Linked DNA regions of Mus musculus: region 2 is linked to region 1. The links are chromatin contacts, called in public Hi-C maps. All regions are on one chromosome and are shown on one strand. Each heading gives the region's core, a stretch centred on a gene start, on an enhancer-like site or on the middle of the called end of the contact. The rest is flanking DNA. Distances are from core to core; before and after follow the strand shown.

What was found. A called contact is a pair of places that touch in the nucleus more often than the background predicts.
Region 2: a Hi-C map of cortical neurons shows a contact between it and region 1, with 1.9 times the contacts expected there. The contact joins two enhancer-like sites. A contact is called at or near these places in 1 of 484 Hi-C or Micro-C datasets (cortical neurons), 1 of 115 datasets of contacts at active chromatin or transcription factors (microglia) and 2 of 9 other capture datasets (adipose tissue and pancreatic islet).

The regions. Positions count from the first base shown.
Region 1 is chr1:170,384,330-170,390,769 of GRCm38.p6, forward strand. Nos1ap (nitric oxide synthase 1 (neuronal) adaptor protein) reads right to left here. Exons shown (of 10, transcript NM_001109985.2): 3 at 6,402-6,440. Among named protein-coding and RNA genes, the nearest start is that of Spata46, 79 kb to the left of the region's middle. Within about 2 kb of position 3,117, at least 56 of the 459 cell types and tissues checked have an H3K27ac peak or open chromatin away from gene starts, as enhancers often do. A contact at or near this core is called in cortical neurons, where this site is marked.
Region 2 is chr1:170,545,563-170,552,002 of GRCm38.p6, forward strand. All of the region lies in intron 1 of Nos1ap (nitric oxide synthase 1 (neuronal) adaptor protein), which reads right to left. Among named protein-coding and RNA genes, the nearest start is that of Gm46171, 8.0 kb to the left of the region's middle. Within about 2 kb of position 3,734, at least 50 of the 459 cell types and tissues checked have an H3K27ac peak or open chromatin away from gene starts, as enhancers often do. A contact at or near this core is called in cortical neurons, where this site is marked.

The DNA of each region.
Region 1 (6,440 bases), core at 1,867-4,366:
GTGCCAGTAGAAGTAGATAATTTGGGGCTGGCAAGACAGTTTAATGGTAAAGGCATTTGTTACCAAGCCCCCTCCCCCACTTCATGTGTACACACACAAATTTGATAAAAAGGTTTTTAAGAAACATTTAATTTGGGGCTAAAGTCAAACATGCTGTGGAAGCATAAGGGCCTGACTCTCGATTCCTAGACAGATGAAAGATAGATAGATAGATAGATAGATAGATAGATAGACAGACCAATTGACTGATAACACACACACACACACACACACACACACACACACACACATACACAAATGCAATATTTTTAAAAAAAGAAATAGCTATTTTAAGGTTGTAGAGAGGGCTCAGTCAGGAAAGTGTCTGGTATGTGAGCATTAAAGACCTGAATTTTGATTCCCAGCACCCATATAAAAGACACTGAAAGTATATGCCTAGAACATTAGTGTTGGGAAAGCACATGCCTAGAACATTAGTGTTGGGAAAGCACATGCCTAGAACATTAGTGTTGGGAAAGCACATGCCTAGAACATTAGTGTTGGGAAAGCACATGCCTAGAACATTAGTGTTGGGGAGGTAGAGGCAGGGGACCAGCCAAATGGAATCTATGAGTTCTAATATCAGGGAGAAACTATATCTCAAAAATAAGGTAGACAATGATAGAAGATACTCAACATTGACCTCTGTACTCCATGCACATGGGTACATACCTACAAAACATACACATACAACACACACACACGCACACACACACACACACTCTCCACCCACCCTGCGCCCCTCTTTCCCCACTTGTGTGTGTGTCTCTAATGAGAAGGACCATGTCTTCTCTAACATGCTATCTCATCTACTTTGGAAAGTGGAAAAGGCAAAACCAAAACAAAGCCACAAACCACATAGGCATACCCATAATTCCTCAATGCATCTGTCCCATAGTTCCCAGAACATGGTGGATCTATGGTAAGTACTGTTCATTAGCATGTTAAAGCCACCTGTCTTCACTGACAATCTGTCACCTTAGCGGATCCCAGCACAGTTAGTGGTTTACTGAAGAAATCACATGGAACCTAGCTGTTTAACAGAAAAATCCCTTAGACGACGATCAAGGTTAATCTTAGGATTCTACTCCTCAGCACACGGTGCTGTAGTGTGATTCAGGGATTATAACAAGTAACCATGATTAGATACATGAAAAAGATAATTACTTGGGCCTCCTTGAACATCGAAAATGATGTTCTGATTGGAGGACATCAAAGCAAAGCCAATTATCTTAGCAACTGAGCTTATGATACTAATTCAACTTAAGATTCATTATCTGCTGGCATCGGTTCAGGAGGAGAGCGTTCCTAGATGCTTGGTAACAAAGCCAAAACGGTGGTTCTTACCCAGCAGTGAGATGGCTGCATCATAGCTCGCTACGTCCCGAGCTAGTGGGAAGTGTACAAAGATCTGACTCTCCTGGACAAATCCAACTAAAATCCTACTTTGATTACTCTCTCTCTCTCTCTCTCTCTCTCTCTCTCTCTCTCTCTCTCTCTCTGTGTGTGTGTGTGTGTGTGTGTGTGTGTGTGTGTGTGTGTGTGTGTAAAATGCTTGCACATGTCAGTCCCAGGTGTGTTATTCCTCAGGATGTTGAGACAGGGTCTATCCCTGGCCTGGAGCTGTACAAGGAGATTAGGCTGGCTGCTGGCAAGTCCCAGGGATGCACCTGTATCCATTGCTGGGTGTGTTCATGTGGCACATGTACATGTTTTACACGTGTTTGGGTGAATATGTGTACATCTGCATATGTGTACACTGTAAAAGTCCAGAGTTGACGTCTGCTGTTGTACTCCATTTACTGAGATAGTCTTTCACTGAAGCTATAGATCACTGACTCCTGTCTAGCTAGCCAGGACCCCTGCCCCCATTTCCCAAGTGTTGGGGTTACAGAAGCCAACATGCCTGCCTGGATCTTACCCAGGTGTTAGGGATCTTGAACTCCGGGCTTTACACTTAGAGAGCAAGCTCTTTGTCCACTGAGCCCTCTCAAGACTCCATGTTCAGCTTCACTGGTTCTGGGGACCGAACCCAGTAATCTCTCCAGTCCTTGCTCAGCCTTAAACTGACATATTGACAGAAAAGGAGAATGGCGTGGTGACCTAAAGAAATACCTTAAGACATCACTATATCCCACTGCTAAGTTCTACTGGATTTCAAGACCCCCACCACACACAAATAGCATTCATTCATCCAGCTAGCCAAGTGCCACAGCTAATGAAAACATACTCAAAATGTCTAACCATCCAGGAAAACGCTGAGCTCACAAAGACAGCCCTGCCCTTCAAAGCTCACTGAGAGGTAGGGGGCCCTTTAAAAGATGTCTCCTCTGGTGGGAAGAACTTCGCCATTGATCAGTTATAGATAATTTGAAGACAAACTGGAGTTTTGGGAGTTGTGTGACCTCAGAGTGTCCCCAGAAGACTGCAACAGTGTGGCCAACCTTTAGTTGCTGACGTCTGTCTGCTTTCTTTGCAGCCCATTCTGTTGTCAGAGGCTTGAGTACATTCAGGTGACCTGAATTTATATACAAGCTTTAAAAAGCACGGCTCCACGGCTCGTGCTGAGATCTGAGCCGAAAAACTTACAATAATCCCCCCTAGGCCAGCTCTTCACTTCATCGTTAAAGGCTCAAAATGAGTTGCTCAGAACATATGCTGGGAAGGGTGGCACCAGGACCAGAACCCAGGTCTTCTTGTCTCTGCCAATGGCTCCTTCTAGCATGTCACACTGACCCAGTGAAAACCAAAATGCTTCTTGCAGGAGAGGAGCCAATTCAGCATCTTACAAGCTTGTTACTGAGTATCGGGCAGGATTGCCAGGCTGCACATAAGCTGTGTTGCTGCTCTGCCTATGGTAAGCTGGCAAGAGGGTCAAGCCTCAACTGTGATGGCCACCCCAGCACCCAAGGACTGCTCCACTTCCTTGTAGAAAACTGAACATTTACATGGGAGCCCGGCACATTCTTCTCAGCTCTGAGAAGGAACGTGTGTGTGTGTGTGTGTGTGTGTGTGTGTGTGTGTGTGTGTGTGCCTGAGCTTCGTGGCAGCACTCTCGGCTACCAGGACGGTCACGTGGGAAGCAGATGACAAAAAGGCTGATTACTGCGAATGCTAATGTGCATTCATCTGCCAGAGGCGGCAGGATATGCACACAGTGATTAAAGGCATTATCCACATCACAGCCCGGGCCTGAAATGGACACCAGGCGTGGGCAGAGGAAACGAGATAGGAGGCTCCTCTTTCCCAAGCTGGCAAGGGAAGAGTCAGATCCAGGACTGACCTGCCACACAGCCTCCTTCCTGGGGCAGAAGGGCAAATACTAGAGATTACCAAGCATGCAGTTTTAGAGTGAGTCACAGGTCCCCAGGACTCCCTCAGGGGACATGCTCTAGTTTAGCTTTCATGTACTTAGGGAAAGATGGGGTGGCTTCTCTCCCAGGTAACACCTGGCATCCTGCCGCCCTTGTTAGTGTGGGATCTAACCTATCTTCCAATACATGATGGAGCTGGCACCACACATGGTACTTGATACAAGGGAGTGGGGTGAGATGGGAAATAAGACTATCCTTTAAGGACAAGACCTGAAGTCACTCCACAGTGGATGATAGCAGGGTTACACTAAGTTATCCAATGGGGACATAATCATTCCCAGGGGCCTAACTAGAGGTAATATGCACAGTAGGGTGGTGGCAAGATTTTGGGAGTGTTAGCCATAGATGAACAGAAGTCTTGGTCAGAACTGTCAAATAGACTTGAGGGATTGTGTAATGATTTGCAGATGCTCGGCCCAGGGTGTGGCACTATTAGAAAGTGTGGCCTTGTTGGAGTAGGTGTGTCACTGTGGGTATAGGCTTTAAGATCCTCATCCTAGCTGTCTGGAAGTCAGTCTTCCACTAGCAGCCTTCAGATAAAGATGCAGAACTCTCAACTGTGCCTGCACCAGGCCTGCCTAGATGCTGCCATGCCCCCGCCTTGATGATAATGGACTAAACCTGTTAGCCAGCCCCAATTAAATGTAATCATTTATAAGACTTGCCTTGGTCATGGTGTCTGTTCACAGCAGTAAAACCCTAACTAAGACAGACTGTATCCCCCAACAAGGTCATTATGAACCTTGGTTTTTGGTGGTGCCAACATTCCTACTGTAAAATAGGCAGACATGGTCCGCTTTGGTGCCCACCCAGAAGCCCGTACTAATTTGCCTTCTCATGTGGTTTGTCTCCAATTGGTAGGAAACGGGTGCTTGTCAGGATACTCACTGATCCAGGAGACAATTCTATTTCAGAGTAGATTAAGAAACTATTAGTGCAGTTTATACATCTACCACCTTAAGCTGGTCAATGTGACGTCGCATCCTGAGGGTCATAATTTTAAAACTGTAAGTCTGGATACTTTTTAAGGTCAGAGGAACAGGTTTATTACATATTTTTTCTCCTTTTTTATTTCTGACAATTTCTTGCCTATATACCATATACTGTGATCATAACCACCCCCATTACCTTCTCTTATCTCCTTTCCATTCCTCTTTCTTCCTAGCTGGTCTCTTTCTACCCTCGTGTCCTGTTGTTTCTCTGTATAGATCCTGTGCAGGCAGCCCCAGTTGCAGTACGTTCCTGATTTCCTTAACTACATCACAACCTGTAGATTTCGGAGCAATCTTCTCCATTCTTAGTCTCCTATGATCTTCCCACCTCCTTCTTCCACAATGTTCTCTGCCTGGATTTTGTGGCTTGAAAGAGTAAATAACTCAGCCCCCTGGCAAAGGTTGAGGAAAGTCTGTGAGGGAATCACCAACCAAGGAAATGGCCACAGTGGCTGATGTAGGGCTGTTTGTGACCAAAGCTGTGAACACACCCTGTCACCTGGGAAATATTCACAAATGATTTTATCAGTGGAGGGTACTGAGCCTCCAATTCCCCTCATGGCAAAGGCTGAGAGAAGCCATCTAACACACAAAGACAGAAACCAGTCTCCCTGAACCAGGCACATGGGCTGCACTGGTTTCTCCAACTCCAAAAATATATCTTACTCAAGAGAGCATCATTGCACTTATAATTTCAAGCCCAGAGACTTAGTAGACATCCACTCGCTTCATCAACTCTCTTACTCAAGAGTTCCCCAGAGGTAGACACTCTAGCCCTCTCCACAGCTATGCACGATGTGCAGATATGCGGGGTTAGAGAGGAGGCACTTGGGATGTCCCTGTGGCAGCAACTGTGAAAGAAAGCCACAGGCCACATAAATGGGGGCTGCAGTGCAGCAGGGCTAAGTGTCATCCCAGGTGGCTGTCTCCACTCATGTGCTTGACACTTGTTACTAACTGCAGGTTGATCTCTATCCAAAACATGTAACACTAGTAAGTCCCAAGAGTTCAGAAGGTTAGGGGAGGGGATGCTAAACTGAGACTATTTTTATAGACTTGGCCAGTCTGAAAAGCTGAACTCTGAAATGCTCCAACATCAGAAACTTTTTGAGCACAGACATGACACCCCAACAATGTCAACTTCCGAAGCATTTGGGATTTCAGTTGAGGGATGCTAAACATGTATCACTTAACATGGAAGCACTTCCCACTATTGGGACTCAGGTAGACCAGCTGCAACAAGCTGCTTGTTTTCTCGGGCTCAGGAGGCTGGAGCAGGAGAACAGCAAGTTCAAATTCAGTCTAAGCTGCAAAGTGAGATCCTATCTGCACACACACACACACACACACACCACACACACACACACACACACACACACACACACACACACACACACACACCACACACACACACACCACACACACACACCACACACACACACACACCACACACACACACCACACACACACACACCACACACACACACCACACACACACACCACACACACACACACACACACCACACATACACACACACACACACACCACACACACACACACACACACACACACACACCACACATACACACACACACCACACATACACACACACCACACATACACACACACACACCACACATACACACACACACACACCACACATACACACACACACACACCACACATACACACACACACCACACATACACACACATACACACACACCACACACCACACACACACACACACACACACACTTAAAGGTAAAGGTATTCAAATGGAGAAGAGGCTTTGAAGATGAGGACGTTGGGAAATGGCCCATAGGCTATGAGTTATTGAGACCCAAGTCCCACTAGGCCACTGGCCTCTGCCTCACTCTGCTCCAGCTGTGGCTTAGCAACATGACTGCTAGTCAAAGAAGAGAGCAGGAGACAATGTCCCAGAAGGAAAAGGTATCCCGTGCCTAGTTTTCCAGCTTCCGGTTCAGCCACTCACCTTTTTCTTCTTCTTCAGAATCACCTTGACACCGTCCAC
Region 2 (6,440 bases), core at 2,484-4,983, 160 kb after region 1:
ACAGAAACGCTTAGGGATAAAGAAACTCATGTAAGCAGCTCACTTCTGAATGGTTCGTGAAGGGGCTGGGACAGGGCGCCTCCAAAGTTAACCATACTTGCTGCTCTTCCAGAGGACCAGAGGTCAGGTCCCAGAGCCCACAATGGGGGCGGGAGGGCTCACAACTACCTATAACTCCAGATGCAGAAGATCTCGTGTCCTCTTCTAACTTCCATGGGGGCCACACACATGTGGTGCACACACATGCACTCAGGCTCACCCGGCAGGTATAGTAACACCTTTAGTTCCAGCTCATAGGAGGAGCAGCAGTTCAAGGCCAGTCTAGGCTAAAGGAGATCCTGTTTCAAGAACACTACTGAGAGGTGGAGTGGTTATAGTGAATATAAAATTCCCTGCTATGTAGAGGTTTAGGGAAGAAATGAAAAATCACATTTGCAAGAGAAACACTTAAAAGACATTCCCAAGGCTAATAAATAAGTTCATGTTTATATATCAGGTAAGAACTGCATAGTCTCTGAATATGCCACGTTAATAGCCTTCACATACATATATATGTACATACATATATATATACATACATAATGTGTATATGTATGAATGAATATATATGCATGTATATGTCTTGCTTTATGCTACTGTTATTTTGCTAATTATTATTATATGGAGAAATATCAGTAAATAGTTTTATAGTAGTCAATTGGAGCTTTCTATTTAAATATACCCAAAAATCAATTGTTCGTAAAGGAAGAAACCATTTTGTAATTATTGTACTCACCCAAATTTATGTGTCCATAAATTCCAGCTTTTAAATACTAAGTTGTCCTAAAACAGACCTTCACCTGTGTTGTAATATGCTTGCTTCAAGTGTCCTTAACTTCTCATGAACGAGTTAGTCTGCCCTGGCTGCCATGTTGCTTCATGTCCCCTGTGTGGACATGTTACCTAAGCACTTATCCTACGCAGGCAGAGAGGTGAGGTGCTAAGTCCTGACACAGTCCAGACAACAACAGAAGAGTTGGAAAGAGTCGATGGTAGGAAAAGGAAGAAGAAATTCTAGCTAACCCTCACCCTCACTGTTGTTTCTTCTGATTCTAGCTAACATTTACTGAGACACATGAAGAGGCATAGTGTGAGTGTCCTGTAGGATGGCTTCACTCTACAAACACACCTACTAAGACCCTCTGTAACTACAGAGCTCACTAAGGACAGGGCCATGTTTTTACTGCACTACTCTGAAAGTGGGGTATCATCCTATGACCTGACCACTAGCTGTGAGATGGGGGGGGGGGGCGGCAAGTCACTGGGGCTTCCATTTCCTCATCGGCAAAGTGGACCCATTATCCCTCAAAGGCAGTGTTCCAAGTGAAAAGAGGGGAGAGGCACACCATGGGCAACTCTGCTCCTGCAGACATGTGGGTGAAAAAAATCCCAGTATAGGTGTGTGTGTGTGTGTGTGTGTGAGAGAGAGAGAGAGAGAGAGAGAGAGAGAGAGAGAGACCCAGAGAGAGAGAGAGAGAGAGAGAGAGAGAGAGAGAGACCCAGAAATGGTCATTCTCAGAACACATGCACCTTATTTTCTTAAGTTTTATTTATGTACATGGGTGTTTAGCCTGCAAGTACATTTGCACACCAGACAGGGTACCATGGGACTACAGTTACAGACGGTACTAAGCTGCCATGTGAGTGCTGGGAATTGAACGTGGGACCTCTGGAAGAACAGTCAATGCTCTTATCCATTGAGCCATAACTCCAGCCTCCACCCTGCCCCCTCTTCTACCTTGCTTTTTAATGAGAGATCTCTCAGTAAAGCTGGCTGGCCAGTTGAGCCTCAAGGATCCACGTCTGTTCAGCTCCCCAAGGTTGGGGTTACAAGCATGCACCACCATGCCTAGCTTTCTTACATACGGTGTGATTACCAAACTTGGGTCCACATGGTTGGACAGCAAGTACTTTACCAACTAAGCTATGACTCCAGCTTAGTGTGGGTCTCTTTTCAGAATCTTAGTTAGGGTACCTATGACTGTGATAAAATGCCATGTCCAAAGCAACTAGGGGAGGGAAAAGCGGATTTCATCTTACACTTCTAGGGCCATCATTGAGGAAAGTCGAGGAAGGAATCTGGAAGCAGGAGCTGACGCAGAGGCCATCAAGAGCTGCTGCTTACTGACTTGTTCCTCACAGCCCGCTCAGCTGGCTTTCTTATAGAACCCAAGACCATCAGCCCAAGGTGGCACTGTCCACAGTGAGCTTGGCCCTCTCACATCAATCATCAATCAAGAAACTATCCAACCGGCTTGCCCACAGACCAATCTGGCTGCAGCATTTTCTTGATTGAAGTTCCCTCCTCTAAAAGGACTCTATCTAGCCGGTGTCAAGATGACATTAAACTAGCCAGCACAGAATCCATATCCAAGAGAAACAAACTCCAGGAGAAGAAGCAGAGGTATCGATCGACACTCTGGGTAGCAGTGGAGCGAAGAAAGGCAGTCAGGAGTGGGGAAGACACAGAGACGACACTGGGGAAATTGTACCCAGTGCATCCAGAGAACATGTTTGAAAATGAAGGAGAAAAATCTAGATTAATCCTCTGCCTAGTTCCTGGGCCAGATTGTCAGTTTGTCCTTCTTTCCTACCTATCTATCAGCTAAATGCCTGCACAGACTTCCAGCTGCCGAAGCACTTTTCCCTTAAAGAATAACTCCTCAGTTGTGACCATTCAAGCTGTATTTGCGCTTTCCGTTTCCACACTGATAAAACCGTATGAGTGTAAATAAGACACTGCACAAAGTAGTCTAGCATATTAGGCTTTCCTTAGGGTAGGTCCTCAGAGGGCAGCATGACTTGATGACAGATATGAGGAGCTCCTTTGTATACCTACACGCACGTACCTACACACAGCCCTTGCACGTGCATGTGCCGCTGCCTAAAACCCAGCAGCTTTCATAGGAGGTTGGAGGAAATTTTCCACTGCCCCCAACAGCATGAAGACATCCCACCACTCCCATCAGAGTCTATTTTTCACTTGGGCTGCGTACAGATTGTTACCACCCATGCTGCCTCCCCCTCAACATCCGTTTCCGTCATGGGGAGCCAAAGATCCCTAATACGACTCACACTTCAAGTCCCCAGAAGACAGTTCCAGACAATTTCCAGTGTCCCGGTCAGCCCCCTTATTCATTAAGCATCCCTGTTCGTTGCCCTTCAGTACCTTAAGAAACAAGATGGAGGTCCCAAGCCTGGAAGTCAAATGCTCTGAGATTCAAGAGAAAGGTAGAGAGCTGCATAGAAACCTGGGGAGATGATCACAACCCTTTTCAGAGAGAAAAAAGCCACTGGAGTAGGCCTATGGTACTTTTAAACTGAGTCCTTTTTGTGTTGGCAACTTTTAAACAACATTTAAAAACAAAGTGAAACAAAATACCAAAACAAAAAGAGCAGCAGGCATCACACATCCTCTGCTTACATTTTTGCCATTCGTTGGTTTTGTTGTGTTTTGTTTGGGGCTTTTGTAGGATAGAGAGGAAACTGAGTAGAAATTTCACTTTTATCAGGAGAGAAGCTGAAAGCAGAGACACCCCAATGCAGTTCTCAAGGAAACGTAGGCACCCGGGCTCCATGCCGGCATAGCGATGTCTTGTAAATCCTTCCCGGTTAATCAGGTTTCACATTGGCTTGTGTTTGTAAACCAGGAAAGTAAAGCCCTTTTTGGAACGTGTCCACAGACTCTCCAGACTGGCTGTGCCGCTCCACAGGCTACTAGGGTAATTCCTGCCAGCAGTCCCTCTCGGGTTGTTATGGCAATAGAGTGCTTTGGTTTCTAGCTCTTTCTTTAAAAGGAAAATACCCGAGCCAGGTAAGATGGTTCAATAGGTAAGGGCTCTTGCCACCAGGTCTGAAGGCCTGAGTGTGATAATCCATATGGTGGAATGAGAACCAACCTCTTCAAATTGTCCTCTGACCTACACACACACACATCCATGGCACACACACACACACACACACACACACACACATCCATGGCACACACACTAAATAAATTTTTTAAGAAAAAAAAAACTGGTACCTCTACCTCACCTAAAATGTTGGAAATGATGGCAATTTATAAGAACACCATTTCATCAAGATGAGTGAGTCTCATCCCAAGGTTCTAGAAACGCCCATAAATTTTGCTATAGGAGCCAAAGGCTTCCTGAAATGATATGTTAGATTTTGTTAGGGGCAGTTTTCTGAGAAGAGAGGCTGTGCTGACTAGTTTTATACCAACTTGACACATGCTATCTGAGAGGAGGGAACCTCCGTTAAGAAAATGTCTCCATGTGATCAGGCTGCAAGCCAGCCCGTAAGGCATTCTCTTAATTGGTGATTGATGGGAAAGGGTACAGCCCATGGTGGATGTACCAGCCCTGTGCTCCTGTTCTGGGTTCTATAAGAGAGCAGGCTGAGCAAACCATGAGGAGCAAGCCAGTAAGCAGCATCCCTCCATGGTCTCTGCATCAGCTCCTGCCCTCATCTTCCTTCCCTGCCTGAGTTCCTGCCCTGACTTCCTTCCGCGATGAATTGCAAAGTAAATCCATTCCTTCCCAGCTTGTTTTTGGTCATTGTGCAATAGAAACCCTGACTAAGACAGAAGCTGATGCTGCCAAGACTCAGAGGAACTCAGAACCTTCCCACAGGACATGTGCAAGCTCTACTCTACCTCTGCACACCCTTAGTGACATGCAGGGCCCACAGCAGGTGGGCGCAAGCTGATTTTAAAATGTGGGTGATCACGATTTCGGTTCAGAGAACCATGGGCTGCGTAAAAGCTCTTACAAATACTGGTTAATCATACAGAAAACCTATGGAGGAGTGTTTTGTTTTTAAGTCAAGAGTTGACTGTGGAATCAACAAGACAAAGCACACTTTGTAGGGATTTGGGATGGAGGAAACATTTTACAATCTTTGCATCTGCATCGTCTCATAACACTGAGAAAGAAGACAATACAATATTCACTGCACACCAAACCTAGGGTAAGAGTCTTGACATAGGAAAGTGGAAACAAAGGACGGATATGTGGGCCTGTCTGTCAGATGGCCAGCAGCTACAAAGAGTCTTTCAGGCTCCCAGGAGACAATGGAAGACCCCTGTGTCCTGATGCACGTGCTCTCTGTCTGTCTGTCTCTCTCACTCCACACACACACACACACACAAACACACACACACACACACACACACACACACACACACAGAAGAACTGGAAGGATAACTGGACTCTTCACAGGAAGAACCAGAGGGCATCCTAGCTGCAGCCTGGCAGGGCACCAGCCCTTTTTATTATGGGACACACAAGGACACATTCCTTCACCACTGGGCTCAGCGGTATATCTAAAATGGGAAGAGGAAGGAGGCCAGCTATCCAGACTGAGGGGTAGCTAGGAAGACCCTTGGAAGCCCTTGGGCTCTCTCTGTCAAGGCACATTATTTGACCCCCCGGTTTTTATGTCCTTCTGCTTTCCTCTCAACAGGATAACAGCTAGGGTGGCTCTGTTCACACTTCCTGCCTAGAGAAAGAAAAAAAAATTGGTGGTAAATTCTCTAGTGAGAGGCGAGAGAGGGAGTGGTAAAGTGTCAGGCACAGGCTGTAATCCATTAAACAGCATCAAGTAAGTCCACACACAGAGTAGCTGCAACTGGCCAGCACTCATCCACCGACGACAGGACAGATGTAAGGAAGCCCGTGCTATCTGGAGACAGCCACTATGAACAGGATGTGTGAAATGAGCTCCTGTCCCCAGGAAACTGAAGCCAGCATTTTCTGATTATTAGATTAAGCCCAAGAAAATGTCTAAATGCAACCAGCGGGGCACTCATAACTCCTCATCCCCTGATGCTTGGAGAGACACATATATGTGTAATATAAGCATCACGAGAGGTCAAATAACTTAAACAAAATGGGTTTAACTCAGACTCAGGCCACAGAACAAAGGCTGCCTCTTTTCCAAAGCTGATAAAATATATGTTCCCTGTCCCCTTAAAGAACACAGACCTATATAGGACCTTCAAAAAAACTGAACAGAAGGCTCTCTGAGAATACCAATCTACAAAAGAAGATGGGGGCGGGGGGAGCCAAGTGAATCCTCCCGCCCCCCATAGAATGTCTAAGACACAACCCACCCTGAATCTGTACCCGAGTTGGTTTTACCCATCTTCTGCATTTGCTATTCCAGGAGTGAGAACTCTCACTCACATTGACAGATGTCCGTAGTTAGGGCTGATCCCTAGGTCTTGCACTAGGACTCTAGAATATTAAGCTGCCAACTCATGTAGGATCCTCCTGAGCTGCTGTTAGGAGAGAATGCAGTGGACCAGAGCAATGCTGAGCACAAAGGTGACGTTAAAGGATGTGAACATCTGGAGTACAGCAGGTCTCAAAAGGACAAGAGAAGAACCTGACAGAGGA